7 separate regions of the Mus musculus genome follow, and regions 1, 2, 3, 4, 5 and 7 are each linked to region 6. The links are chromatin contacts, called in public promoter capture Hi-C maps. All regions are on one chromosome and are shown on one strand. Each heading gives the region's core, a stretch centred on a gene start, on an enhancer-like site or on the middle of the called end of the contact. The rest is flanking DNA. Distances are from core to core; before and after follow the strand shown.

What was found. Promoter capture Hi-C pulls out the DNA fragments that hold promoters and counts their contacts.
Region 1: a promoter capture Hi-C map of liver shows a contact between it and region 6, with 5 times the contacts expected there. The contact joins the promoter of H1f0 here to the promoter of Mief1 in region 6. A contact is called at or near these places in 2 of 39 promoter capture datasets (both in liver) and 1 of 115 datasets of contacts at active chromatin or transcription factors (kidney).
Region 2: a contact with region 6 is called in a promoter capture Hi-C map of pre-B cells, with 5 times the contacts expected there. The contact joins the promoter of Rbx1 here to the promoter of Mief1 in region 6. A contact is called at or near these places in 5 of 39 promoter capture datasets (the 3T3-L1 cell line, the C10 cell line, hippocampal neurons and 2 more).
Region 3: a contact with region 6 is called in a promoter capture Hi-C map of liver, with 4 times the contacts expected there. The contact joins the promoter of Pdxp here to the promoter of Mief1 in region 6. A contact is called at or near these places in 2 of 39 promoter capture datasets (liver and pre-B cells).
Region 4: a contact with region 6 is called in a promoter capture Hi-C map of liver, with 4 times the contacts expected there. The contact joins the promoter of Micall1 here to the promoter of Mief1 in region 6. A contact is called at or near these places in 1 of 39 promoter capture datasets (liver), 1 of 115 datasets of contacts at active chromatin or transcription factors (pancreatic cancer cells) and 2 of 9 other capture datasets (adipose tissue and liver).
Region 5: a promoter capture Hi-C map of pre-B cells shows a contact between it and region 6, with 8 times the contacts expected there. The contact joins the promoter of Slc25a17 here to the promoter of Mief1 in region 6. A contact is called at or near these places in 11 of 39 promoter capture datasets (the C10 cell line, embryonic stem cells, frontonasal cranial neural crest and 7 more), 2 of 484 Hi-C or Micro-C datasets (B cells and embryonic stem cells), 4 of 115 datasets of contacts at active chromatin or transcription factors (embryonic stem cells, large pre-B cells, pancreatic cancer cells and 1 more) and 1 of 9 other capture datasets (adipose tissue).
Region 7: a promoter capture Hi-C map of liver shows a contact between it and region 6, with 4 times the contacts expected there. The contact joins the promoter of Nol12 here to the promoter of Mief1 in region 6. A contact is called at or near these places in 4 of 39 promoter capture datasets (cranial neural crest, liver and pre-B cells) and 1 of 484 Hi-C or Micro-C datasets (B cells).

What each region holds. Positions count from the first base shown.
Region 1 is chr15:79,026,911-79,030,736 of GRCm38.p6, forward strand. H1f0 (H1.0 linker histone) reads left to right here and starts at 1,302. Exons shown (of 1, transcript NM_008197.3): 1 at 1,302-3,594. The coding sequence starts at 1,812. The coding sequence ends at 2,396.
Region 2 is chr15:81,464,901-81,468,211 of GRCm38.p6, forward strand. Rbx1 (ring-box 1) reads left to right here and starts at 1,416. Exons shown (of 5, transcript NM_019712.3): 1 at 1,416-1,550; 2 at 3,255-3,311. The coding sequence starts at 1,473.
Region 3 is chr15:78,911,598-78,915,373 of GRCm38.p6, forward strand. Pdxp (pyridoxal (pyridoxine, vitamin B6) phosphatase) reads left to right here and starts at 2,322. Exons shown (of 2, transcript NM_020271.3): 1 at 2,322-2,934. The coding sequence starts at 2,373. Gm30368 (a long non-coding RNA gene) reads right to left here. Exons shown (of 6, transcript XR_003951546.1): 5 at 3,694-3,776; 6 at 607-697. Sh3bp1 (SH3-domain binding protein 1) reads left to right here. Exons shown (of 18, transcript NM_001316684.1): 18 at 1-455. The coding sequence ends at 118.
Region 4 is chr15:79,106,912-79,110,756 of GRCm38.p6, forward strand. It overlaps Micall1 (microtubule associated monooxygenase, calponin and LIM domain containing -like 1), which reads left to right and starts at 2,072. Exons shown (of 16, transcript NM_177461.1): 1 at 2,072-2,518. The coding sequence starts at 2,373.
Region 5 is chr15:81,358,742-81,362,263 of GRCm38.p6, forward strand. Slc25a17 (solute carrier family 25 (mitochondrial carrier, peroxisomal membrane protein), member 17) reads right to left here and starts at 2,024. Exons shown (of 9, transcript NM_011399.3): 1 at 1,936-2,024. The coding sequence starts at 1,989.
Region 6 is chr15:80,232,001-80,235,770 of GRCm38.p6, forward strand. Mief1 (mitochondrial elongation factor 1) reads left to right here and starts at 2,080. Exons shown (of 6, transcript NM_178719.5): 1 at 2,080-2,181.
Region 7 is chr15:78,933,639-78,937,002 of GRCm38.p6, forward strand. Nol12 (nucleolar protein 12) reads left to right here and starts at 1,295. Exons shown (of 6, transcript NM_133800.3): 1 at 1,295-1,437; 2 at 2,841-2,946. The coding sequence starts at 1,352.

The DNA of each region.
Region 1 (3,826 bases), core at 52-2,551, 1.2 Mb before region 6:
TTCCCCACTCCCAGGTTAATGTTTAATTAAACACTTTCGTGCCTTTTTGCTAGGGAATAAAAACACCAGGGTCCGGGGATCCAGCTCAGGTAGGCAATACCACCAGAACCCTACGGAGCCGCTGCCAAGAGGTCCTAACATTGTGAGTAGGATGTCTGCAGCAGACAAGAGGTTCTGGGCTCTCTGGGGGTCTCTTCGGCAAATCTCGGAGCCTCTAAACTCTCTCGGAGCCTAGGACTCCCAACAGCCCCAGGTCGGACTACAGATGGTGGCGCCCCTTGCTCACTTGGTGGATTTTTGCCAAGCAGGGCGGGAAAGATGGATACATTTTAACAAAGACATGGCATCTTCCCAGCAAAATGGCGGTGGTCGGGACCACGGCTCCCTGGTGGACTGCAAACCTCCTACACCTAAGTCACGACCAGGGAAAGGAGAACTCTCTCCTCGGCTTCTCCCGCTGCGCCCCATTTTTCCAAGTCTCTAAAAGCACAAGGAGCCTCTGCGCATCCTAAGGGTCCCCAGGATGTCTGATCAGAGCCATTGGACAGCACCTATGATAGAGACTGCACACACATCAAGCCACACCCCACCTTGAAGAGGCCAGTGGGAGAGGGGACCTTCACCCCTAGGGTGGGCCTGGGGGGTGGTGGTCCTGCTTCTTACATCCCCAAAACTCCCTAGCTAACAAGGCAGGCATGTAAATGAACTCATACTCAGATACATGGGAGATGTGGGGGGTCTTTGAGGAGAGCAGGCCGCCCGGGAGGCTTGTCCGCATCTTCCAGGGGTCCCAGGAAGCTTTGGGGGGCTCGGGCTCAGAGAGCAATCAACTCGCCGAGGTCCGGGGGTGCATCGAGGGGAGAAGGCGACTCAAGAGGGGGAAGGGACAAAGTTTGAAAGTGCCCTTCCAACTCTTTCAGGGAAAGTTTCCTTGAGGGCCTCGCAGGCAGAGAGGGGGTAGGGGTGTCAGAGGAGCTGTGGTCGGGTGACCCCCGAGAGGTGACCGGACCCTGGGGAGGCGACCCCTCCCCCCTTGTCCCGACTCGGCCCGGCTGGGAGTCGCCCAGCTCAGGGCCGCGTGTGTTAGTTGGGGCCGCTTCTGAGCCGCTCCGCCAGGTTGGGGGACCCCGCAGGCATCCGGGAGTGGGGCTCCTGGTAGTCCCAGGGGGGAGCTTTCCGACGGGGGGTCTCAAGCCCCGGGGCTCCCCGGCTCCGCAGAGCCAGCCCCCCGCAAAGGGGAAATGTGCCGGCGCCCCAGCGCTCCTCGGCGCCGTTTGAGGCTCGTGGCGGGCGCGGGGGGCGGCGGCCGGGGCGCCAGGGTCCCCAGAAGGGAAGCCTAGGGAGCCGGGCAGAGACCTCGAGAGACGGCGGGCAGCGGGAAGGCCCGGGCCGCCGGGAAAGGTCGAGTTTGCTCGGCGGAAGAAACACAGATGGCGGCAGCGCGGCGCCATTCCGGGCCGGGAGCAGGCAGCCAGCAGCCCAGTCCTCACCGCGGTCCGCCCGCCGCCGCTAAATACCCGGATGCGCCGCCCGAGCGCCAGACGCAGAGCTGGGAAAAGGGAGGCTGTGGAGGCGGAGGCAGCGCCAGGCGCCGGGCGAGCGACCGAACGGTGGGGGCTGGGAGCGCAGAGCAGCTCGCGACCCGCGCCGGGAGGACAGGAGCCACGCGTAGCCCGCGTCCCCGGCAGCCGCACTTGCGTCTGGCCTGCTAGTGGAGCGGGAGAGCAGATCGCGAGTCAGGTTCTGCACAGCCTCCGGCGAGGGCTGGCCCATCGGAAGGCTCCTTGAACAGTGGGAGCAGGCCGGCCACCATGACCGAGAACTCCACCTCCGCCCCGGCGGCGAAGCCCAAACGGGCCAAGGCTTCCAAGAAGTCCACGGACCACCCCAAGTATTCAGACATGATCGTGGCTGCTATCCAGGCAGAGAAGAACCGTGCCGGCTCCTCGCGCCAGTCCATCCAAAAGTATATCAAGAGCCACTACAAGGTGGGTGAGAACGCCGACTCCCAGATCAAGTTGTCCATCAAGCGCCTAGTGACCACCGGTGTTCTCAAGCAAACCAAAGGGGTGGGCGCCTCGGGGTCCTTCAGGCTGGCCAAGGGCGATGAGCCCAAAAGGTCGGTGGCTTTCAAGAAGACCAAGAAGGAAGTCAAGAAAGTGGCCACTCCAAAGAAGGCAGCCAAGCCCAAGAAGGCTGCCTCCAAAGCCCCAAGCAAGAAACCCAAAGCCACCCCTGTCAAGAAGGCCAAGAAGAAGCCGGCTGCCACGCCCAAGAAAGCCAAAAAGCCCAAGGTTGTCAAAGTCAAACCAGTCAAGGCCTCCAAACCCAAGAAGGCCAAAACCGTGAAGCCCAAAGCCAAGTCGAGTGCCAAGAGGGCCAGCAAGAAGAAGTGAAGACTTTGCTTGGGGACACTCCTTCCTCCCTCCTGTTTTCTGTAAATACATTTCCTCACTTGATTCCATCTGCAACCCTTTGCCCATTCTATTCTGACTTTATTAAAGAGGACAGAGTTTGGATCCCTCATACAGACATTGTGGAATGACTCCTTTTTCCTTAACCTATTGTGCAAGGACAGCAAACAGACCTCATCTTTGTAATGATGGAGACGTACTTTTTTCTTGATTTGATATTAACCTTCTTACGGGGTTAGGGATGGGAGGGGGGAGGATGTGTGTTTCAGTCGGTGGTTTGTTTACTATGAAGGAACTGGCAAAGTTCTGGCTAGGTGAGGGGACCCAGGAACTAAGGTTTGTCTTCCAAGACTTTCTTAGACTGCTTGTCCCTCGTGAGCTTTTCAAAACCTTTGATGGGGAGCAGGTGACACCCCACCTAGCTGGCCAAGGAGGGAGGGAAAATTCCCTGGGGCTGCCCTACCAACGGTGGTAAGTTGGAGACCTGGTTGCTTTTTCTCTTCTGCCCTAGTGCCTCCCCATTGTCTAAAGGGGCAAAGGGGTCCAAGTGACAGCTGGTTAGAGAAGCCATAGCTTCTCACAACCAGGATCTAGCCATTGGGAAGGAGGGGTCTTTTTCAGTAGTCTCTGGTTAAATGCGAGTGGACTTAGGGGGAGGGGTGGGTAATCAGCCAAGTGCCTCAGTGTGCCTATGGAAACTTGGGTTTTTTCCACACGATTGATGGATTGCGTCCTAGCAGGACTTTGTACGTTTCCTTTCTTCCCTTTCCTGTGTAAGATGTGGCTTTGCTTGGTGCCGCTTCAGGTCTACCAGCTGCCACTTAAAACCCTCCAACCTCTTTTACTCTTTGAGTTTTTTTTCTAAGTAGCGGAGGAGGGGGAGAGGCAGGGAGTGGACTGTAAGACATACTCCAGTTGATTCGAATTTGCTAGGTAGCTTTAGAGAGGCAGGATTGTGTGCATGTGTGTATATGTATATATCCATATCTAAGACTAGGACTTAGTCTCACTTCGGGAGCTGGGAGAAAAAAATCTGTACAGTTGTCTTTCTCTTATTTTAATAAAATTAGAAACTCGCGCACCCTACCCCACCCCTTTTTAAACAAGTGTAACTAGTGCCCGGGAGAAATTACTGTGGTTGTAATTTTAAAACTTTAAAATAAAACTGGAAAGGAAAAAATCTGAGTGGTGCGTTTTTCTTTAACTGGAGGAGAGAGGAGCGATCTGACGGGCAATGTGGGGACGCCACGTTCGCGCCAGAGAATAGCAAAGCTTTGGAGTGACAGGGACGCTCCAACAGGAGGGTCAGCTGGGCACGTAGGTGGGTCTTCGGGAGAGGTAGGTGTGTAGGCAAGGTCTCGGGAGGAGAGGCGTTGAAGTCGCTTTCTCCGCCTACTCAGCTTCCCCATCGC
Region 2 (3,311 bases), core at 166-2,665, 1.2 Mb after region 6:
TAATAATAATAAACCAAAAATTAAAAGACGAAGTAACATACTCAGGATAGTTGTTGACGAATGGATAAATATGTCCTCAGTATCTTAATTAACTATGGGTTTCTAGCATCCCTTAGGGGGTCTGTAGACACATAGACCAATGACAGATTTAGTGTGGGAGGTAGAACTTGGGCAGACACACACACACCTTGCAGGGCTCTCACAAGTCTCTGTGCAAGTTAAAACTGTGGTGGTATTCAGGATGTATTGCCCTGCTTAGCAAGTGCATCAATGACACACCGCATTACACACCAGCAAGTATTTCTTTTAACAGAACATTTCAGGACAGGCAGTGGTGGCGCATGCCTTTAATCCCAGCACTTGGGAAGCAGAAGCAGGCAGATTTCTGAGTTCGAAGCCGGCCTAGGTCCAGTCCTGAGTTCCAGGACAGCCAGGGCTACACAGAGAAAAACCCTTTCTGGGGGGGGGGAGGGGCACATTTCCGGTAAAACCCTTTTTGTTGTACTGTTGAGGGAACTAGAACACACAGGAAATTCAAGGGTGATGTATTCTAGTCATAACTCCGCAAATTTAGGAGACAAAACAGCGGAGGGCTGGACTAATCATGGAAGCTTACAAAACGTATGTGTTCTGTAGCTCGATGGTAATGACCGGTAAGAAAATCAGAATGCCTCACCAGAACTCAAGTTCAGCCACTACAAATGTACTAATTTAATCGTAGCACAGTAGCAAAACTCGATAGGAAATGAGGAGAAAGGAGGACCATTTAGAACTGGCTGGTTATGGGATTTACTATGGCATCCCCATCACCTTTCCTGTGAGAAGATAAAGGCAAAGTTGCAGAATGCCTGCTCTGTTTGCTCCTGGGCCTCTTCTCTCCCTATCAAATAATTTCCCAATCTGAAATTGATAACGCAGACGGTGACCAGGCCTTGGTAAGCCGGGCCACAGGCCTCCAGAGAGACACCGCCTGGCTCCGAAGCCGACCACGGTCAGCAGAAGGCCGGTTTGGAGTTTCGGGTTTCCAAAGACCAGCCCATGCCCTTTGCAACCACGGACTCGGGGGCAGCTCTGTGGATCTGGACCAGGGCTTAAGTCCTGGGGCAGAAGAAGGAAGCAGCCGCCGCCCCAAATGAAGGAGTCAGACCACAGGGCTTCCCAGAATGCGAGAAGCATCGAGACCTCACGGACGTTCCCACCGGTTGGCTCCCTTCTCTCGGCCCCGCCCGGCCCCGCCCGGCCCCGCCTCAATCACTCCAGCCTCCTCCCCAGCTGAGAGAGATGGGGAGGAGGGGGGCGGGAAACCTCCGCCTGCGCCTTTAAGGGGCGTGACCGCAGGCTCCGCCCCTTCTCCACGCTCGCGCCAATGAGGGGAGGGGTGCGGGAGGAGGCGCCTGGTGTGCGGGGCAGGCGGCGGAAAGTGAGCCGGTGCGCAGGCGCAGTGGTCACACGACAGACTGTGTGTTTCCAAAATGGCGGCGGCGATGGATGTGGATACCCCCAGCGGCACCAACAGCGGCGCGGGCAAGAAGCGCTTTGAAGTTAAAAAGGTTGGGCTCGCCAGCGCCTTCCTCAAGGAAGCTAGGGAGGCGCGGATATGGCTGGCAGGCCCGAGGAAGAGCTAGGCGCGGGGGAAAGGGCTTCATTTCAGGGCGTTCCTGGGACCGGGCACCAAGAACGGAAGCCGGGGGGCGGGCCTAGGGTTGATCGGCATGCTGGTGGCCCAGTGTCTGGGGCCCTATTAGTCTTGCTGGGGAAGCTGTGGGGCCAATCGCAGAGCTGCTTACTGAAATACGCGAGGTTGACTTCGATGCGGGAGCCAAGCGCTTGAGCTGTCACTGAAGTGACTGAGAGGTGGGGGAAGGACAGGGTGGGGTGGGTGGGATGCAGACTCGTGAAGAGACTGCGGCGGGTGGAGGATGGGGCCGTGCGGAGAACCCCGGGAACGTGAGATGACAGCGCAGAGGGGCTCTGCCGGTGTTCTTGCTCCGCCCCTTCCTGGATCCTAGAATCTATTGACTCCGAGGGACCTGGCGTGGGCCCTCGATTGTATGGCGGCCTCCATTGGCCTCTAAACCCACAGTCAAGTGTAAAGCTTGGTTCTAACGAGATGGCTACTAGTTGTCACATAGCATCTGCCACTCCAGTGGTTCTCTGATGTCCCTGTACACTTCTAACACAAAATGATAATTTAAAAGCCTGGTGGGCTTTGTTTTAAAAGCAAGCCCAGAACTTGTGCCATTTAAGAAGGTGGAGTACTAATTGCTAATGACCTGAGAACAGAAAAACAAAAATATGAAACGTCCTTTTGTATGCCGTTCCCCTTCATAGTTTGCTAGTCCTTTAAAAGTGTTGATTCCTACCTAAGATTACACAGATCTGTTAAAAATGAAGATCTTGAAGAGGGCAAGGTGTTTTCTTTTTATGGATTATTTTTGGAACGTGTCGCTGAGAATATCCCTCACCCCACCCCCTTTTTGTGTCATCTCATTGTGGCCACTGCTGCTCAGTTACAGCCTGCAGCCATTATGAAAAATAAAAATGTAATGTAGAATTTACTAAACTCTTATGCTTGAATTTGGAAAGTCAAACCAAAGTAGTCCTTGAAAAGGGTGCCTTGTCTAACATAAGAAGTCTTAGGTCGACTTACTGGAGCTAACAAAGTAATTGTTTGGATATATGAACGTTGAGAACATCAGTTTACTTGGTAAGAGGAAAAGAAAATCGCAGTGGATTCTACTTTGCTTGCAGTGCTCTTTTAAGGTTTAAGTGATGACCTCGTTCTGTGTACTGAAACTGGGTAGGTAACTTGCTATCCAGCTTATCCTGTGATTATCCACTTAGTGGTCCATTTATTATCTTAGTTCAGTCTGTTCACTTCCTTGCCTCTGAGTCCAAAACTTTGTGGAGAGCCCGTGCTTATGCAGATTTTGAGTTCTTCCACAGCTGTCAGGGAAAGCTGTACAGAAAATAGTACTAATATTCTCACGTTGGTTTGGCTAGCTAAATTATTTTACATTATATATAAAAAATTGAAGATACCCATGTTCATATACTTCATCTTTCAAGGAATGGGGAAGTGTACAGGTGGTCTGCTGTTGTCCTCTGATATAGTCCAAATAGTATAATCCAAAAACATCCTTTCTTTGGTAGGCCCTGTGGCTGGGGCGTTGGTAACTGAAGCTGCAAGCTGAAGTCCTAATGAGCTGTTAGATTACAAGGAAAATGCATTGTTTCCCCTCTTCTCCTTGCAGTGGAATGCAGTGGCCCTCTGGGCCTGGGACATTGTGGTTGATAACTGTGCCATCTGC
Region 3 (3,776 bases), core at 1,072-3,571, 1.3 Mb before region 6:
GGACCAGGGAGTAGCTACAGAGGACAGAGGAGGCCCTGAGGCTGTGGGTGGGCATCCCCCTCCACCAGCTCTGCCACCCCAGCCCCGGCCCAGGGGCCTCATTTCAGAGACAGAGTAAGCAGGCCCTCCTACCTGGCAGGTCCTCATTGTCCCTTTCTCTCTCCTGCCATCCTCCCTCCCTTGTCCTCCCAGGATGGCCCTTGTCCAGTGCCTGGGTGCCTGCTGGGCCGGCCCCTATGGCCAGGAGGGCTCAGGCCAGCCCTCTCATTTCTAACCTTTTCCTCTTCCACTTTGAGCTTGGGGTTCCCACCTGACTCCCCACTCTCCGGCAGGGTCTCAAGGGAGCTACCAGAAGGAAGAACAGACTTGCCTGTTCCTAGAGGACTTTTATTTTTTTTCTCTTGCCAATGTATTTTTGTAAGGCTCGTAAATAAATTATTTTGAACAAAACAGGAGTAACTGGCCAAACGAAAACTTCCTCTCCTGGGGATACAGAATCTGCCCCCCATAAGGAGGAAAGGGGACCAGTGGGGTATCTGTTGCCTTCCTGATTTGAAGAGCCCTGTGCTTGGCGGTTTCTCGGAGCTGCTTGTCTTGAGTATGGTTCCCACATGCTAGTTTCTCACCCAGATAAGAGTGCCACCTGCAGGTGAAGTTTCCGAAGCCATGAGAAGGGACTGGCCAGCGATGCCTGGGCCTGAGATGAAGTGTTTGAGATTAGCGTTCGCCTAGGTCTTCCTCCCACCCAGGGCCCCGTTTGCACAGCCTCTCAGGATCATGGGTTTCTCTTCTGAGACAGTCTAGCAGTTCCACCCAGTCTGTGTTCTGAAGACCAACACGCCCGTGTGTGTGCGCACACACACATAAACACACAGTTTTCTCGAGAGCAGGGATTGAGCTATCCATGGCCTTCCCTGAGTTGCTCTGTGTAGTCCCAGGCTAACGCTCCTTTCAGCTCTACACCTGAGGGTCTTTTGGGAGTGGGCTGGCAGAAGTGGGTCAGTGCATCTGGAAGCCCAATTTAGTAACCGAGTGGAGGCAGGGGCATGCTGTCTATGGTCTTCTAGGCTAAGAAACCCATTACAAAAGGCACAAAGAACAGAAAATAGTTGGGCCTCAAAGGCACGGTTTTTCTTCGGTCTCTTCCCTTCAGTTGCTCTGGGTTAGACAGCTACAGTTCTGCTTAGAACCAAAATATTGTGACAGTACAGATCCCTGTTCATCCCTGGTCCCCATACTTTGAATTACTGGTTATTCAAAGGCTTGACAGATTAAAAGGTTTCCGTCTACAAAATGGAGACCTAGGCAGTTGGGATCACCCCATCAATAAAATGGGTTACCAATTGGGCCTGGCCATCAAAATAGTGCCTAGTGCCCCCACACACATAAAACATGAAATCAGATCTCTGGGTTCCTGTCTTACAGCCATGTGTTTGATTATCTATTTATTTATTTATTGGGTTTTTTTTTTGTTTTGTTTTTTTGTTTTTTGAGACAGGGTTCTCTGAATACCCTTGGTCCTAGTACTTGCTCTGTAGACTAGGCTGGCTTGGAAATCAGAGCTCTTCCTACCTCTGATTCTGAGTGCTGGGATTAAATGTATGTGTTCGCATCGCCCGGCTAGAACGTTTTAACATTCATCTGTGTGGATGTGTGTGTGGAGGTCAGAAAACAACTGGAAGGAGTATGTTCTCTCCACCGTGAGGTTTCTGAAGAAGGAACTCGGGTCCTCAGCCTTGACAGCAAACTGCCATCATCTGCTGAACCATTCCACTGACCTGTACCTGTGTTTTAAAAATCATTTATCTAAAGCCATCGAACTATAAAGTATACATCTTACTAAACGGAAATTATACAACAACAACAACAAAAAAAAAAAACAAGTTCCCCAGGAGACTCCACAGCACAGTCAGATGACCAGAAGGATCACTGACCAGGTCTAAGAGCCCAGGCCAGCTTGCGAAGTCACGGGTGATGGAGCCCTGGCTCCATCACATCCACATGTTTCTAATGAGCCTCAATGGTTCCGAGGGCAACAAGATGTGGCCCGAAGACAACATCTCTCTCAGCCTCTGTTTTTCTCCTAGCAACCATCTGGCCTACGTTTTTAATTGGCTGGGAAGCGCACGGCGATTCGCTGCAGACCAGGCTGTCTCTTCATTGGTCGCCTCCTTCTAGTGGCGCCCGCGGTCCCGCCCCTTTCTCCGAGCTCCTTCGGGATCGGCCAGCACCTTCGACTAAATTCTAGTCGCTATTGGCTGAAGCCTGTGTTCGTAGCCCCGCCTCCTCCCCGTTCTGCGCGCCAATTGGTGAAGCTGCCCCTTGTCCACGGAGGGAGCGCAGCGCGCGCGTGCGAGCGGCCAGCCGGCTGCATGGCGCGCTGCGAGCGGCTGCGCGGCGCGGCCCTGCGCGACGTGCTGGGCCAGGCGCAGGGAGTCCTGTTCGACTGCGACGGAGTGCTGTGGAACGGCGAACGCATCGTGCCGGGCGCCCCTGAGCTGCTGCAGCGGCTGGCGCGGGCCGGCAAGAACACGCTGTTCGTGAGCAACAACAGCCGGCGCGCGCGGCCCGAGCTGGCGCTGCGCTTCGCCCGCCTGGGCTTCGCGGGGCTGCGCGCCGAGCAGCTCTTCAGCTCCGCGCTGTGTGCCGCGCGCCTCCTGCGCCAGCGGCTGTCCGGGCCGCCCGACGCATCGGGCGCAGTGTTCGTGCTGGGAGGCGAGGGGCTGCGCGCTGAGCTGCGCGCCGCGGGGCTGCGCCTGGCGGGGGACCCCGGCGAGGACCCGCGCGTGCGCGCCGTGCTCGTAGGCTACGACGAGCAGTTTTCCTTCTCCAGGTTGACCGAGGCGTGCGCGCACCTGCGCGACCCCGACTGCCTGCTCGTGGCCACCGATCGCGACCCTTGGCACCCGCTCAGCGACGGAAGCCGGACCCCCGGTGAGCACGGGACTGGGCGCGGGGATGTGTGCTGGGACCTGACGCGCTTTTCGGAATTCCTGCAGCTGCCGCCTGTCGGATAGTGGCCGAGGACCAGTTTGACACACGAGCCACCTTAGGCTCACTGTAGCTCAGGGAATTGCAGGTGGGATACAGATTTGGAACCGGCCTCTTGGGCTTTTGTCATTGGCCCCACCCACTTTGCAGGAGGGTTTGTCGAAGCGGTCTGGAAGGATGATGCCGGTGGAGAGCTGGATCCGCGCATCCAGAATCAGGGTAGTGGGGAAACTAGGGGGTAGTGGAGCTTGACCTTAGGCCAGTGGGGAGACTGGAAGGTAGTGGAGCTTGACCTCAGTTCCAGTTCTGGCCCTGTTTGGTTAACCCTGTGAGTTACATAACCTCGGAACCTGGTTTCCAGTGGGGTTCTTTACCATGTCGGTTATCCCCAGGCTTTTGAACCCAGCCCTCTAGTTTATTAATAGCTTCCTGAAGCTCCTTAATGGTGCCTTCATTTCCTTTCCAGATTAGTTCAAAAATAAGAGTTTTGGCCCATTTCACAGTTAAAGAAATTGGTACTTAAGGGAGGTGAGCTGCCAGGGAACACACAGCATAGAGCAGGGGAACCTGACTTGGCCTTTGGGGACCCCCCATCCATCCATCCACCCATCCAAGAGCAGTCCAGGCTGTTCAGGCCTGTACCTAAACAGAAGCGCTGACCTCTGGCATGAGCCCCAAGAGATGGAGGGATCAGAGACTTACCAGATAGTGATGAATGGCTATAGACAGGTTTGGTTCCTCCAGATGAGACATGGACATATCTCTGCCACTCTCTTCTGCTAGCC
Region 4 (3,845 bases), core at 822-3,321, 1.1 Mb before region 6:
TACTCAGAGATGTGAAGCTGGCCCATGTGCCTTCAGACCCTGTATTGTGAAATTCGATTCTGTGGGCTTTGAGAAAGCAGAATTCAACCTCTTTCTTTTGTAATTGACCCCAGAGGCCCAAGTGACAAGTTAGGTATAAAAGTTTCAATCCCTCTCATAGAGTGCTAGTATCAGTTATTTAACTCACGGGGCTCAAGCATACATACATTACTTTTTTAAAGATTAATTTTGTATGTGTGTTTTGCCTGTATGTATACCACATGCAGACAGTGCTTGTAGAATCAGGGTGTCAGGTCCCCAGAACTGGAGTTACTGTGGTTAGCTAGGTCCAGACTGAAAATGCAACCCAGCAGACAGAAGAGCAGCAAGTGCTCTCAACAGTTTCCATACGTTTATTCTTGTGTCCATTATGTGTGTTTATGGTTATGGAAGCCTTGTGTGCCATGACATCTGCATGGAGGTCAGAGTTCAACTTCTGGAAGTTGGCTCTCTCTTTCCATCGTGTGGGTGTAGACAATTGAATTCAGATCAACAGTTTGGCCTTTACCTGATGAGCCATTTTACTGGCCCTATTATTTATTTGGAGACAGGGTTTCTATAACTCTGGTTGTCCTGGAACTCACTCTATATCCAGCTTACCTTCAACATCCAGAGACCCACCTGACTCTTGATTGTTGGGATAAAGGTAGCCACCATATCAGGCTCCAATTTATTTTTGAGACAGTTTTATATTGTAACCTCAGGATTCCTTCAAGCCATGTATGAACACTTGAGCCATTCTGCCCAGTTTTTTTTTTTGGGGGGGGGGCGGTTTCAAGACAGGGTTTCTCTGTGTAGCCCTGGCTGTCCTGGAACTCACTCTGTAGACCAGGTTGGCCTCGAACTCAGAAATCCACCTGCCTCTGCCTCCGAGTGCTGGGCTTACAGGCATGCACCACCAATGCCCAGCTTCTGCCCAGTTTTTAAGTTTTGAAACAAGTCTCTTGTAGCCCAGGCTGGCAAGCACCTCTCGGGCATAAACTACAAGGCTCTATCTTCATTTTCAAGATATGAAACTATAATTCAAGGTGACACAAGATCACGTTGCTGGGGAGGGAGGGAACCAGGATTTGAGCCTGGGTTAACAGAACTCCAAAATCCTGTTTCAGATGACTAAAACCCTGTTCATTCCCTCAGAAGGGAGCAGCAGACTCATTCCTACAAGCTACACATAGGTCAGAGTGATGTCACCATCTCTGCGGGGCTGATTCATCAGCCTGGGTTTATTTAGGAGGCGCCTCTGGGGGAGGGGTCTCCTGGTGGGGTCTTGAAGAAACTATCAAACCAGGCGTTGGAAGCAGAGGTTTTCCTCTGTGTCGGTTTCTAGGTCCTTTCAGCAAGAGCCCAGCCATTCTAAAAGTTGAAGAGACAGAGCCCCGGAAGGATCTATGATCCCCTAGTTTACACGGAGAGAGGGAACCAGAAAGGACCAACTTGGTTGTGGGGTCCCCAGCCTGTCATACTACATAGCTCTCTGGCCTGGTGGTAGTAAAGGTGTTTGGATCCCCTAGGCAGGCCGTGGGGGGAGGGGCGGGCGTTCGAAGTGTTGTAGCGCGGTGGGGTATGGAAGAAAGCTGGTGGCCATCTGGAGGTCTGGGATCTGTGGGGAAAGTGCCTCGACTTTCAGACCAGTCGTGGGTGTGGTTCAGAGAAGTCAGTGAGGAGAATCTGAAGGTTCCTAAGGGTGAGCTTGAGGCAGGCTAGCAGCAAAGCCAGAGTGTCCCACCTCTTGGGGTAGGAGGGCCTGGGGAGACTGCGGGGTGGCGTTGGGGAGGGGCTAGCCAGCGAGGAGTTGTCCCTTCTTCCAGGAGGGGCTCCCCAAGGGAAGGGTTGACTCGATCTGGAGGAGAGGGGCTATGTGGGGCGTCCGCCCTTCCGGGGAAGGGGCTCGACGGCGGGGGCGGGGCCGCAGGGTGGGGCCCCATCCTCCTCGCGCTCCCCCGCGACGCGGGCGGGCAGGGGCGGGGACGGAGGCGGTGGGCGCCCGCGGCCGGCCCACAATGAGGACAGCGGGCCGCGGTGAGTAAGCGGCGGCCGCCCGGGCCGGGCCACGCGGGGCGGAGGCTTCGCGGGCAGGTCGGGGCAGGCTGGCCGGGCGGGGTCGGGAGCCGAGTCCGCAGCCCTAGCCGCGCCAGAGCGGAGCGAAGACACCGAGGCCCCGCCCCGGCCGCCGGTGGCGCCCCGACCTCCGAGCCGCGCCGCAGACACAGCCGGAAACTGGCCCTGCCGGAGCGCAAGCGGCAGCCCAGTGCCACCTGACCCCGAGTCGGAGCCACACGAACCGGAGCCCAAGTCCGAGCCCCAGTCCGGGCCGTCTCCGAGCCGGGCCTGCCATGGCGGGGCCGCGGGGCGCTCTCCTGGCCTGGTGTCGCCGCCAGTGCGAGGGCTACCGCGGCGTGGACATCCGCGACCTGAGCAGCTCCTTCCGGGACGGCCTGGCTTTCTGCGCCATCCTGCACCGGCACCGGCCCGACCTGCTGTGAGTGCCCGGGGTGCGCGAGCGAGCACGCGGGGCTGGGGACCGCCGCTCCCCTCAATGACGCGGTGGCACGCGCCGCCCTGAGAGGTCCGGGACCTCACACCCGCCGCTTCTGAACGCGGAGCAGGGCCACCCGAGACCCCAAGACCGTGCACCCCCTCCCCCACCTCGGGCCACTGGTGTCAGGCTCTGACCTCTAAGAGGGAACTCTGACCCGTCCTTCGGGACGTCGTTACTCTAGGCTCCAGCAGAAATACTGAGCCTCGCTTCCTCCATTGGCGTCAGAGCATAGTAACCCCAAACTTGACTGTAGGAGATGAGAATATGCCACTCCCCCAGTTAGGCTTCCTTTAAGTTCGAGCTGGTCCCCGGGTGCTCTGGGAGGCTGACTTCTTTCTAATAGAAATTTACATCTTTGTAAGGGCACCTACCGGAAAGGGTCTTCAGAAAGAATGCGGCCCCAGATCACTTCCTACCTGGGAGAAGCTGCCGGGCTTCGGCTTTACTCACTTCCCCATCCTTCCCTCCCCTAGAAGACAAACCCCATTCCTTTCTATAGATAAGCGGCTATCATCCGGCACAGCAAGTCCCATATTTTGTGGGACTTCCGTGGGAATGTAGGTCATTAGTTTTAATTCTCTCTTCAGCTAGTTTGCCATTTACATTTAAGGCGCAAAGAACCTAGAGGGATGGAGGAGAAAGCTTTTGTAAGGCACTTTGGGCAGATACTCTGTAGGGCACTAACCCCGTTTCTGGCACAGGGTTCCTAGCTAAATGGCTGTCAGGTGACTGCGGGTACACTACTTCCCCAAACCACCTCGATAGGAATCTGTCTAGGTGTATGGTCCCGCGGCTCTGCTGGTTACAGTGGGGAACAAAGATGGAGCAGAAATTAGGAGCCAGGCAGGGGAGGTCTCTAGTGCAGCTGACAACTGCCAATCTGAAGCTTCCGGCTGGAATGTGGATCCCTCCTACCTGAGCTTCTCAGAAGGGTCTCCCCGGAAAATATAATCAGACCCACAGGACAACCAACCGAGGCGGCCTTCTACTCAGCTTTCTTCCCTTAGCCCTGGGATCTCTTTCTTTCATTCGTTCATTTAATGTGTTCATAAAGCCGAGAGTGGCAGTTCATCTGGTGCCCGTCTTTCTCCTGCTCCAGGTTTCAGTAGCCAATCTCATAACTAGAACAGTTGGTCCTGTTTTGTTGACAGACTCCTGGGAGGGCTTCTCCAGCTTCCAGAACCTTCTCTCTCTCCCCTCTCAGGCTTATGTCTTATGTTTCCATAAGACAGGGTGTGGGAGGGCCCTGAAAGGATTGCCCAACTCT
Region 5 (3,522 bases), core at 774-3,273, 1.1 Mb after region 6:
CTTCTCCACCAGAACCAACAATTAGTGAAGAAAATGACTGTTCTCCACTATGTTCTTTAAACCTAGAAGAGCTCATGGTCCACAGAATGAACTCAACCAATGACATTCGCTAAGAGAAAGAAAAAGCAACCAGATTTTCCATCTTCCTATGCTGTGTCACACTCCACTTCGCCTGCCAACCTGCAAAACTAGTCTTCTCAACTAACCACTGGGCTTATCATTTTGACAAACCCAATCAATGACTGGTTCTCGGTCCTCACCTTCCTTGACCTCCTGGAAGTAGATGACACACTTGGACGACACCTTCTCCCTGAAATACTTCCTTTGAGCAGTTGGCAGAACACTTTTCAGTTTCCTTCCACCCCACACTGGTTACCAAGCCTTCTCTGTAACACAAGCTCCCTTCCCCCACCTTTTAAGGTCAGCCAGCTTTTCCACTGGGTCACTGTTATTTTCTTAGTCCCCTGTTCACTTCCTTGGCGAGTTAATCATTTAATGTCATGCTATTCTCAGGGACTTCAACCTTAACTACTTCAAAACTATAACCAAGTTTAACTTTTCCCCCAAACTTGAGTCTTCACAACCACTGTCAGTTCACTTGGGAGGAAGACCATTCATGTTCCTTGAGTCAAAAATTTGTCAGACACAAGCAACCCTAAGCTACACCCAAGCTATCATTAAATCCTGGTGGTTCTTATAAATCCATTCCAGGCAAATGCTCTCTTACCCCTTCCACCAATAGGTCACAGCCATCTCTTGCCTGAGAGAGATGTGCCTTCCGTATTCTACTCTCCACAGGGCAGCAGAGAGGATCGGGTTTGAAATGTCAATCAGTAAGTGCAACCACTGACCCTTTCCTACACAAAGTCATGAATCATTTGGCCCCCCATTTGCATTTCCACTTCAGTCAAACAGGTCCCTATGACCAACTGAAAACATGTCACAACAAACTTCCACCCCAGTTCTTTCATAACGAGCAAAAGGCACTTCTGGTTGATTTAAAGGAACGCGACTCTTTTGAATAAGACACCATGTAATATTCCCTCACCTACTTCTCAAGGTCTAGAAGAAAAGTGTAATATTTTCTTCCCTCTTCATAGATTACAAACGTGAGATTTGAGATTACCTGGTAAACATATGATAGAATTGGAATTAAAAAACTCAGATTACTCTTCACCGGAACATAAGCTGTCTGAATGGATAGGAATGGTCCACGGTGACTCTACATGGCTAAAGGTACATGCTGGGAGTTAGGGAAGAACATGGGAAACAGTCTGAGGAAAAGAACCAGAGGAGGAATGTTACCTGTGCCAAGAATGTGAAGTTTCAGGGAAAAGGGAAGTGTCAAATGGAAGGAACTTAGATACCTCTAAATCGAAGAACAAAGCACTTAACTCACAGTAACTATACAGGTAGTACATAACACCACCGATCTTGACTTAAAAAATAAACAAACAAACACCCTATCTTTTCCTGGCAATAAGGCTGACTAGGAATGTTCCATTAGCTATTGCCACTTGCCTGGGATAAGGTGTGACACCAGGCTGGCAGTAGACTTACAGCAAGCACCCCATCTTCACACTTAGTTTTTCCGCAGGACCAATTTGGACGAAGTTTGTGTGCAGTGAGAGTTGGGTAAGGGAAGGGTTGGCCTTAAACTTTTAAACTTCAGAAGGCAAAGAAAATAGCAATTATCTTCTTCCCTATTCCCTCTGGACCTTTGTGACTGATAGTCCAGACAGTCTCTGGGAAAGTCCAGAGGGGACTGCGGCAGAGGGTGGCTCCTGGCCTCGCCCTCCCTCTTGTAGCAGCAACTTTCCATTTATGCCCGTCCTTTTCGTTCCAGTTGTGACAGATTCGGTCCCCACATCTCCCCCGTGCCCTTCTCCCCGACCCATCCCGAGATTTACTTCGAAGCCCCAAACCCCTCCTCACCACGGCTCCGGCCACGGCGTGTACCAGACTTTCGTAGGACAGCACAGAGGCCATGGTGCCACACTTTTCACTCAGGCGCCTCAGAGTGTGCGGGTTCGTGAAAGGACCGTCTCAAGCCCCACCTCTCAGAAGTCTCCCCCGCCTCCACCAGAACGACTGCTTCCGGGTCACAGACTGCCCTGGTTCGCTGGGGAGAACAGCCGGGGAGGCGAGTGTGAAATGCCCAGGAACGCCCCTGAACATCGATTGGTCCGGATCGGTCAAGGGGCGGAGCAATGCTCAGTGGCTATGGAAGGATCTGTGTTCTGAGCACCCCCTGCAAAGGTTCCTAGCCCCTCAGTCTGTCAGTGTGCTTGCACACTAAATTGGTTAGTCAAGCCCATAAAACGGGAGGACATAAAAGTCCTTAATGACTCCTGCACCCCAGTTCCTTGCAAAATATATGTTGGCAGGCTCAGTTGTTAGTGCTTGCTTAGCATGACTACCAGCAAACCATAAACACCAGTAAACACAGTACTCAGGAAGTGGAAAGAGGATCTGGGGACTGAAGAGTTGGCTCAGTTAAGAACAAGTACTGCTTTTGCAGAGGATCCTCGTTTAGGTCCCAGTATCCCAAGCAAGTATAGTTCCAGGGGGTCTGACCTTCTCGGGTTTCCGCGCACACTAAGACATACACACACACACACACACACACACACACGACTAAATAATTTTGTTAAAAGAATTTAGTACAGAGTCACCCTCAGCTACAGAGAGAATTTGAGATTAACCTGGGCTGAGACTCGTCTCAAAACAAAAGCCAAAACAGACCTAAACCCTAAAACGTAGCCTGTAATCCCAGTACCATGGATGCTGAGAAGTGGAGTTGGCTAGCCAGAACTATAGAAACAGCGTCAAAACAAAAGCAACCCTCCAGGATAAGCTGATAGCCATAGATAAGGGGGTGGGTCAATATCTCCAACCTTCGTTTCTCCATTCAGCCATCCCAACACCCGCTGCGAGATATAGAATCAAGGCTCTGAGGCCCGGTAGTTAAACCTCTAGCATAGTTTGTTTAAACTGACAATTTGGGGCTGTATAGATATAGCTCAGCAGCTAAGAACGCTTGCTCTTCAGTTGCTATCACACAACCCTCTATGTCCCTCGGGACAGACGCCACAGCTTTCTGTCCTCTGAAAGAATCCAGGACTGCTTACATAAATGCACTCATGCACATAAAGGTAAATCTAAAAGCAAAGTCAGTATTTTACCCTTCCACTGTGATAGTCTTAAGGTTTCTATTCCTGCACAAAACATCATGACCAAGAAGCAAGTTGGGGAGAAAAGGGTTTTATTCAGTTTACATTTCCACATTGCTGTTCACCACCAAAGGAAGTCAGGACTGGAACTCAAGCAGGTCAGGAAGCAGGAGCTGATGCAGAGGTCATGGAGGGATGTTTCTTACTGGCTTGCTCAGCTTGCTTTCTTATAGAACCCAGGACTACCAGCCCAGAGATGGCACCACCCACAAGGGGCCCTCCCACCCTTGATCACTAATTGAGAAAATGCCTTACAGCTGGACCTCATGGGGGCATTTCCTCAAGGGAG
Region 6 (3,770 bases), core at 830-3,329:
GGTGGTTGTGAGCCACCATGTGGTTGCTGGGATTTGAACTCTGGACCTTCGGAAGAGCAGTCGGGTGCTCTTACCCACTGAGCCATCTCACCAGCCCCCAGCATTGGTGTTTTGGCTGTATGTATGTTTGCATATGAAGGTGTCAGAAGCCCTGTAATTGTAACTTAGACATTTGGGAGTTGCCATGTGGGTGCTGGGAATTGAACTTGGGTCCCCTGGAAGAGCAGCCAGTGCTCTTACTTGCTGAGCCAGCTCTCCAAGCCCCTGTTTTCCAAAAAATTTTTCCTGGCTCCAAATCCCTTTGTGCTTACCCATGCATGAAAGAGAATTATGTTTTATAATAACAAAAGCCACCAACCACAATGGCGACCTTTTCATGCTCTCTGACATTTAATTCTAATCTTTAGTCCCATGAGGTCATCTTCTTTGTCCTCCTTCAGCACTGAATGCATCCCAGGGCAATGTGTGTACTAGGCAAGTGCATTCACAGGAGCAAAGCAAGGCTCAGGAAACTGAACCCGCTGCCCCAAGTGTACCACCAGCACAAAGGCCCTTTCCAAACCAGACAGACTTGATCACTCTGACCCCTGACCTTTCTTTGACCTTCCAGTCTGTACTGGCTAGTTTTGTGTCAACTTGACACAGCTGGAGTTATCACAGAGAAAGGAGCTTCAGTTGAGGAAATGCCTCCATGAGATCCAACTGTAAGGCATTTTCTCAATTAGTGATCAAGGGGGAAAGGCCCTTGTGGGTGGGACCATCTCAGGGCTGGTAGTCTTGGTTCTATAAGAAAGCGGGCTGAGCAAGCCAGGGGAGGCAAGCTAGTACAGAACATCCCTCCATGGCCTCTGCATCAGCTCCTGCTCCCTGACCTGCTTGAGTTCCAGTCCTGACTTCCTTGGTGATGAACAGCAGTATGGAAGTGTAAGCCAAATAAACCCTTTCCTCCCCAACTTGCTTCTTGGTCATGATGTTTGTGCAGGAATAGAAACCCTGACTAAGACACAGTCCATCCATTCACCAGTGAAATGCCTACTGTACCTGAACCTGTGCCCTGGGTAAATGAATGTTCCCCTTGAGCTGCAATTCCTATAAGGTCCTGTTTCCTTATGATGTGAGTTGATAGTTATGTCCAGTCCTGTACCCAGTCCAGAGGATCCCAGATTGCCCATGCTCTGTGAAACCTGGCTGAACCCTGAGGTTTGCATCAGTGTCTCGGCTGGCTGGTCTCTGGTCTCCAAAACACCACAGATATGTGGGGGCTGGAAGACACTTTAATGTTTAGCCCCCATTATACTGGGAGCATGGGGCAGGAGTGGGGTGAGTGTGGGAAGGTTAGTGAATCTGGAAAAGGTAATCCTGACATCCGAGACTCTGTGTGTGAGTGGGTAATCCTAAGGTCTCCCCCAGAGGGTCTCCTTGTCCTTTACGAGTGGAAAACTCGTCTACTTAGGAGACTGTCCCGAGGGATAGGTTACCCGGTCTTCTAGCTGGAAATTTCACAAACTAGATTTATTTGGGTCACAAACTTCTTTCTTTAAAAAGCAAAGTAGGGCGGCCTAAAAGAATGGAAAGCCACACACTTTGGAGGAATACTGAGCTTGGACCCACTGTGAGCCTCTGCAGGGCTCAGCTTTCAGTGCAAATGACCCTGCCTCCCTCGGCCTCGATTTTCCCAAGTGTAACACTGGAATGCTGAAGTCTACCAAACAGAGAGGTTGGGTTGGACAAAATGCAGTGTGTCAAGTAATCAATTCAGTGTGGTCAGAGCCTCTCGCAGGCCAGACGTAGGCAGCAGGTGGAGGGCGACGACTTGCGGCTCCTCCCTTAAGCCACACCCAGCCAGCACTGAGTTTACACAGAGACTGCACAGTAACGCTTTCGGAGGAGGGGCCGTGGAGCTAGGTAACGTCACCTAGGAGGCGGGGCTGCGTCTGTGGGCGGGGCCCCACGACGGGCAGCGCTGGACTAAGTTCCGGGCTCCGCCTCCGGAGGGAGGCTACGGAGGGGCCGACCGGAAGTGCTTCCGCCTCCGCCCGCCTCCGCGCTCCCTGTCGCGTCTCCGTCGGCCCCGCGAGCGAGGTCGTGCCCCGGAAGTAGAGGGGCCATGTTGATGGGTGACCCGGAGAGAGGTACTGGGCGAGTGGCGAGTCCTGAGGAAAGGTAGCGCGTGGTCCGCGGGTGAGTGAGGGAGCGAATGAGGGCGGCCGGGGATCGCCCGTTTGAGCTCGGGCCAGTTTGGGGGCTACCGGCTCCCACCGGGGCCTCCAAGCTTCGCCCCGCCCCGCCTCAAGACCCGGTTGCCTCAAGCCACAGAGCCAGCCTGGCCCCGGGGTCTGCGTTCCCGTCCTCTGGGCGTTGTACCCCGATCGGAGCCCGTAGTCAGTCACTCAGCGACCTCGTTCCAGCCCCTGCGTGACGTTCTCCTTCCAGCCCTCCGTTGTTTTTCTGCATCTTTTGCATCCCGGAAGACCCTCAGGGCCAAAGGGGAGCTGTTCTGCAGTTGAGGAAAAAGGGACAGCGGTGGCTTGCCCCGGTTCGCGCTGGAAGTTAGCAAGGTCAGAGGCTACTGCTTCTGTCTTGGAGCCCAAAGTTCAGATCATTTTTTGTTTTTCATCCAGGAACTCCCTTCACCCCTGAAACACATACAGGCTCATACAACAACTGTTTCTTCCTCATAGGGTTATGGGGAGGATTCCTCCTTCCAGCCTAGTTTTGAGGTTGGTGAGCCCTGGGCCCTGTGCTGGCAAAGTTTGCTGAACGCCCTGAAGTGCACACATGTAAGACACCCCCCCCCCCCGCCCCCACCTCATTCCAGCGAGTTAGGGTCTGGATTGTTTTGGTGAGTGGGCAAATCACTTCCTTTTGGGAATGATGTCACATACTTGGCACACATCTTTCATCTCAGCTCTCAGGAGGCAGAGACAGGAGGATTTCAGAGTTTGAGGGCAGCCTGCTTTACAGAGTGAGTTCTAGGACAGCCAGAGCTCCGTAGAGAGGCCCTGCATCAGGAAACCAAATTAAACAAAAGCAAAAGAAAGCAAAAACAGAAAGAATAAAAAGAAAGAAAGAAAGAAAGAAAGAAGAGATAGAGTGATGTCTCTGTGGTTAAGAGCACTGGCTGCTTTTCAGAGGACCCAGGCTCAATTTCCAGCACTTCTGTGGTGGCTCACAACTGTATATATTATAACTCCAGTCTAAGGATATGACAGTGTTACACTCTCAAGGCAAACTGGCATGTAGACAAACATGCAGGCAAATACCCATACAGAAAAAAGTAAAAAAGTAATTAAAACAATAAGGCCAATCAGCGTGATGCTGCTTATATGGTGGTACCAGGATCCAGATATAAATCCTGGTCTTTAACTACTCTAGGCCACACTGTCTGGTAGAGTCCCATTACAGGGGCTTTTTAGGAGCAGTTCTCAAAATAACCTTGTGTAGTAAGTACTCTCATGATGTCTTTGTTATCTCTGTTTTACAATGAGGAAGCTGATGCCCACTGTACTTTATGCTAAGTGCCCGGGCAGTGGGATGGCACAGCCAGGACTCAAACTCTACTTCTTGAACCCTGGTGAGCCTTAAACTGAACTTCTCCAGGAGGGGCTGTTTACAGGGAGGAAGCTGATCCCAGCTTTGCCATGAGTCCTTGGAAGTCTCTGAGTCTGGCATTAAGAACCCCTGCCATCCCTCCCTCCCCCCAACTCAGACACACACACACACACACACACACACACACACACAGTGTCTAGCAGGCCCTGCTGTCATCA
Region 7 (3,364 bases), core at 45-2,544, 1.3 Mb before region 6:
GGATTTCTCTGTGTAGCCCTGGCTGTCGTGGAACTTACTCTGTAGACCAGGCTGGCCTCGAACTCAGAGATTTCCCTCTGCACCAACTGAGTCTGGGAGAATATTGTGTTATGCACTTCTGACCCGACACACTTGTCCCACCACAGTCACGGCTCTCAGTTTGCTGCACGCAGGAGCAATATTCAGGGTCACCAGAGAATGTTCTAGAAATGGACATTCTGGGGCCCTGCCAAGTGTGTTGAACCCTGAACCCTCAATTTGGATTTCAGCAAGCCTTTAAGTGCATGCCAGAGTTCCAGGGCCACCTCTTTACAGCCTTACAAAGTCACTACAATGATCTCTATTTTATAAATAGGAAAGTGAGACACAAAGAAAAAGGCAATTTGGGGGCTGGAGAGATGACTCCAATGGTTAACAGTGCCTACTTGTCTTATAGAGGACCAAGGTTTGATTCTCAGTACCCACATGACTCACACACCATCTGTAACTCTAAGATTTATTTATTTATTATATGTAAGTCACTGTAGCTGTCTTCAGACACACCAGAAGAGGGAGTCAGATCTCATTAGGGATGGTTGTAAGCCACCATGTGGTTGCTGGGATTTGAACTCAGGACCTTCGGAAGCAGTCGGGTGCTCTTACCTGCTGAGCCATCTCACCAGCCCCCATCTGTAACTCTAGTTGCAGGGGATTTCATACCGTCTTCTGGCCTTGTAGGTCCTCATACAGTAGACCTAAACTCACTTAGGCACAGTATTTTTTTAATCTTACTTATTTATTTATAGACAGGGTCTCTTTATTGTCTAGCTCTGCTCTGGTTGTCCTGGAACTCACTGTGTAGCTTAGGCTGACTTTGATCCACCTGCCTCTGCCTCTCAGGTACTGGGATAAAGATGTATGCCACCTCCCCTAGCCCATAATTTATGATTTAATCTTTTTTTTTTAAAGGGGGGCAATTGCTTTTGAGTCACATACTTTGTAAAGGAATACCAGTGTTTGCATCTAGGCAGTTTCCCTCGCTCAAGGAAATCATGAAAGAGTTGACATCTGAATTCAATTAAGTTCAGTAATTCTTAGCGGTTTATAAATAACTCCAGATTGAGCGCTTGTTCGAGGCAGGTCAGATGATGGAATCGGGGAGCCTAGTTCTCACCGAAGCCATTCTGGGAGGATTGTTCAGAAGACCTGAACCAAAGCTGAGGCAGGACGGGAGGCTCCTTTAAAAGGTGGAGCCAAATCTGCGGAACTGTGGAACAAGGCCACGAAGAGCGCCCTACCGGAAATCTGAAACTGCTACACCCGGAAGTGTTTTAAAGTCAGAAGCGGCCACGCTGCCGGAAGCTTCACTGCAATGGGCCGCAACAAGAAGAAGAAGAAAAGAGATGGAGACGACCGGCGGCCCCGGCTCGTTCTCAACTTTGATGAAGAGAAGCGGCGGTGAGTGGCAGGGTGGAAAGAGACTCCCGTCGGGCTGCCGGGGGAAGCGCGCCAGGCACAGGGCGCGCACGCCCACGCGGAGGGTTCTTCCGGCCCCGCCCCTGGATGTAGCTGGAGCTCGCCTTCCTCTTTCCCCACCTCGGGGGATGGAGTCGCCCGCTCCTCCCTCGCTGTTTACGGCTCTCAGCGCTGCGCCTTGGACCACCGGAGTGCCGCGCCGTCTATTGTCACAGCCCATAGCTGGCTCCCAGTCGTTGTTGACGAAGGACGAGCCGATGGGATGAGAGAGGTTTAGTTCATTGATTCACGCACCAGACTGCGTGCCAGCCAAGCCTGAGACCAGAGGCTGAACTGCTTTTTAGTGTCACCGTAAATAGCACCTTGTGGTCTGATGGCTCTCAACCTGTGGGTCGCGACCCCCTTAAACCCATCGGAAAAGAGATAATATTTACATTACGATCCATAACAGTAGCAAAATACAGTTAAAACCCCTGGTGTAGTGTACCAACGGAAACCGTAATTGCAAAGCCTGGTAGTGCAGACCTATAATCCTAGCCATCCCGGATGCTGAGGCAGGAGGATTGCAAAGTAAAACCCTGTGCGGGAAAGTTCAAGAACGGTATGGGCATTTGGACAATTTGTCCCTGTCTCCAAGACAATATAAACGAATTAATTTATTAGACCATTTGCCTAGCTCGAATAAGGTACTAAGCGTAATTAACTTCCAATACAGCAAACTCAGGAACAGCAGAGATTAGACAGGAAGAAGGAAGCACGAGTCAGGAAGGTGGGGGCACTCCTAGGACCCGCCACACAGGACCCAGGTGGGTTCAGGAGTCAGGTGGCCTTGAGGACTGGTTGTTGGTTGGTTCAGTGAAAGAGTTTTGGGGTCTGGGTGAAGGCATTATTAGAAAGCCTTACTAGAAGTGACTCCTATGAAATAAAGTTTGCCAGTGTGGGAACAGTGACCACCAGCTCTGTGTATTGACCACCTGGCCTTTTGTGTACTTAGCAAGGGGCAGGAAGGCCAGGTGAGCTAGGTGACGTTTGGTTAGTGATGGAGCGCGTACTGAGACTATAGCTTCCAGCATAGGTGTGTGGTAGGTTATACCACCCAGGATTATTATGTAAGTACACTCTGATGGTCCAGCAAGGACTCACAACTCATTTCTCGAAGGTACCTTTGTCATTGAATGACTTGTGACTGCATTGTCTGTGACCTTGGATGAGTATCCTAGTCTCTTCCTCAGAGTCCCCATCTATAAATTAAGGGTTGGCTGTGAGAGGGTAAAATGGGTTGGTGGGTAGGAGAGAGTCAGGCAACTTATGGAGCTCTGTAGAGCCCTGCTTTCCTCCTGGCTCCTCCTGACTCCCCTGGCTTCTCCCCTTCTTCCTTCTTGCAGGGAGTACCTGACAGGCTTCCACAAGCGGAAGGTAGAGCGCAAGAAGGCAGCCATTGAAGAGATAAAGCAGCGGCTTAAGCAAGAGCAGAAGAAACTTCGGGAAGAGGTGTGGTTGAGGGTGGGGTAGGGTTTCACCTCCCAGGGGAGGGCCAGCCTTGGCTAGGTCTGCTAGAGGCAGCTATGGGACCGCAGTGTGAGTGTGACGGGAGCAGCGTATAGAGACGCTGGGGATCCGCGTGTGAGGGATGAGTCTCCTCTAGAATTTGCTCCGTGAACCATGCTCTCATACGATGGGAGTACACAGGGCTGTCCCATGTGTGGACCGAAAGGCCATTCTCGCTGTGTTTATTTCCGTTTTAGTGGCTTTTTCTGTGACTGTGGTAAAATACTCTTGAAAAAAAGGCAGCATAAGGGAGGAAAGGTTTACTCTGAGTTCAAGCACCCAGTTCATCCTGGCAGGAGAGTCAGGGTGGCAGGAGCTTGAAGCAGCTGGTTCTTCACTGAATGGCACCACCCATAGTGAG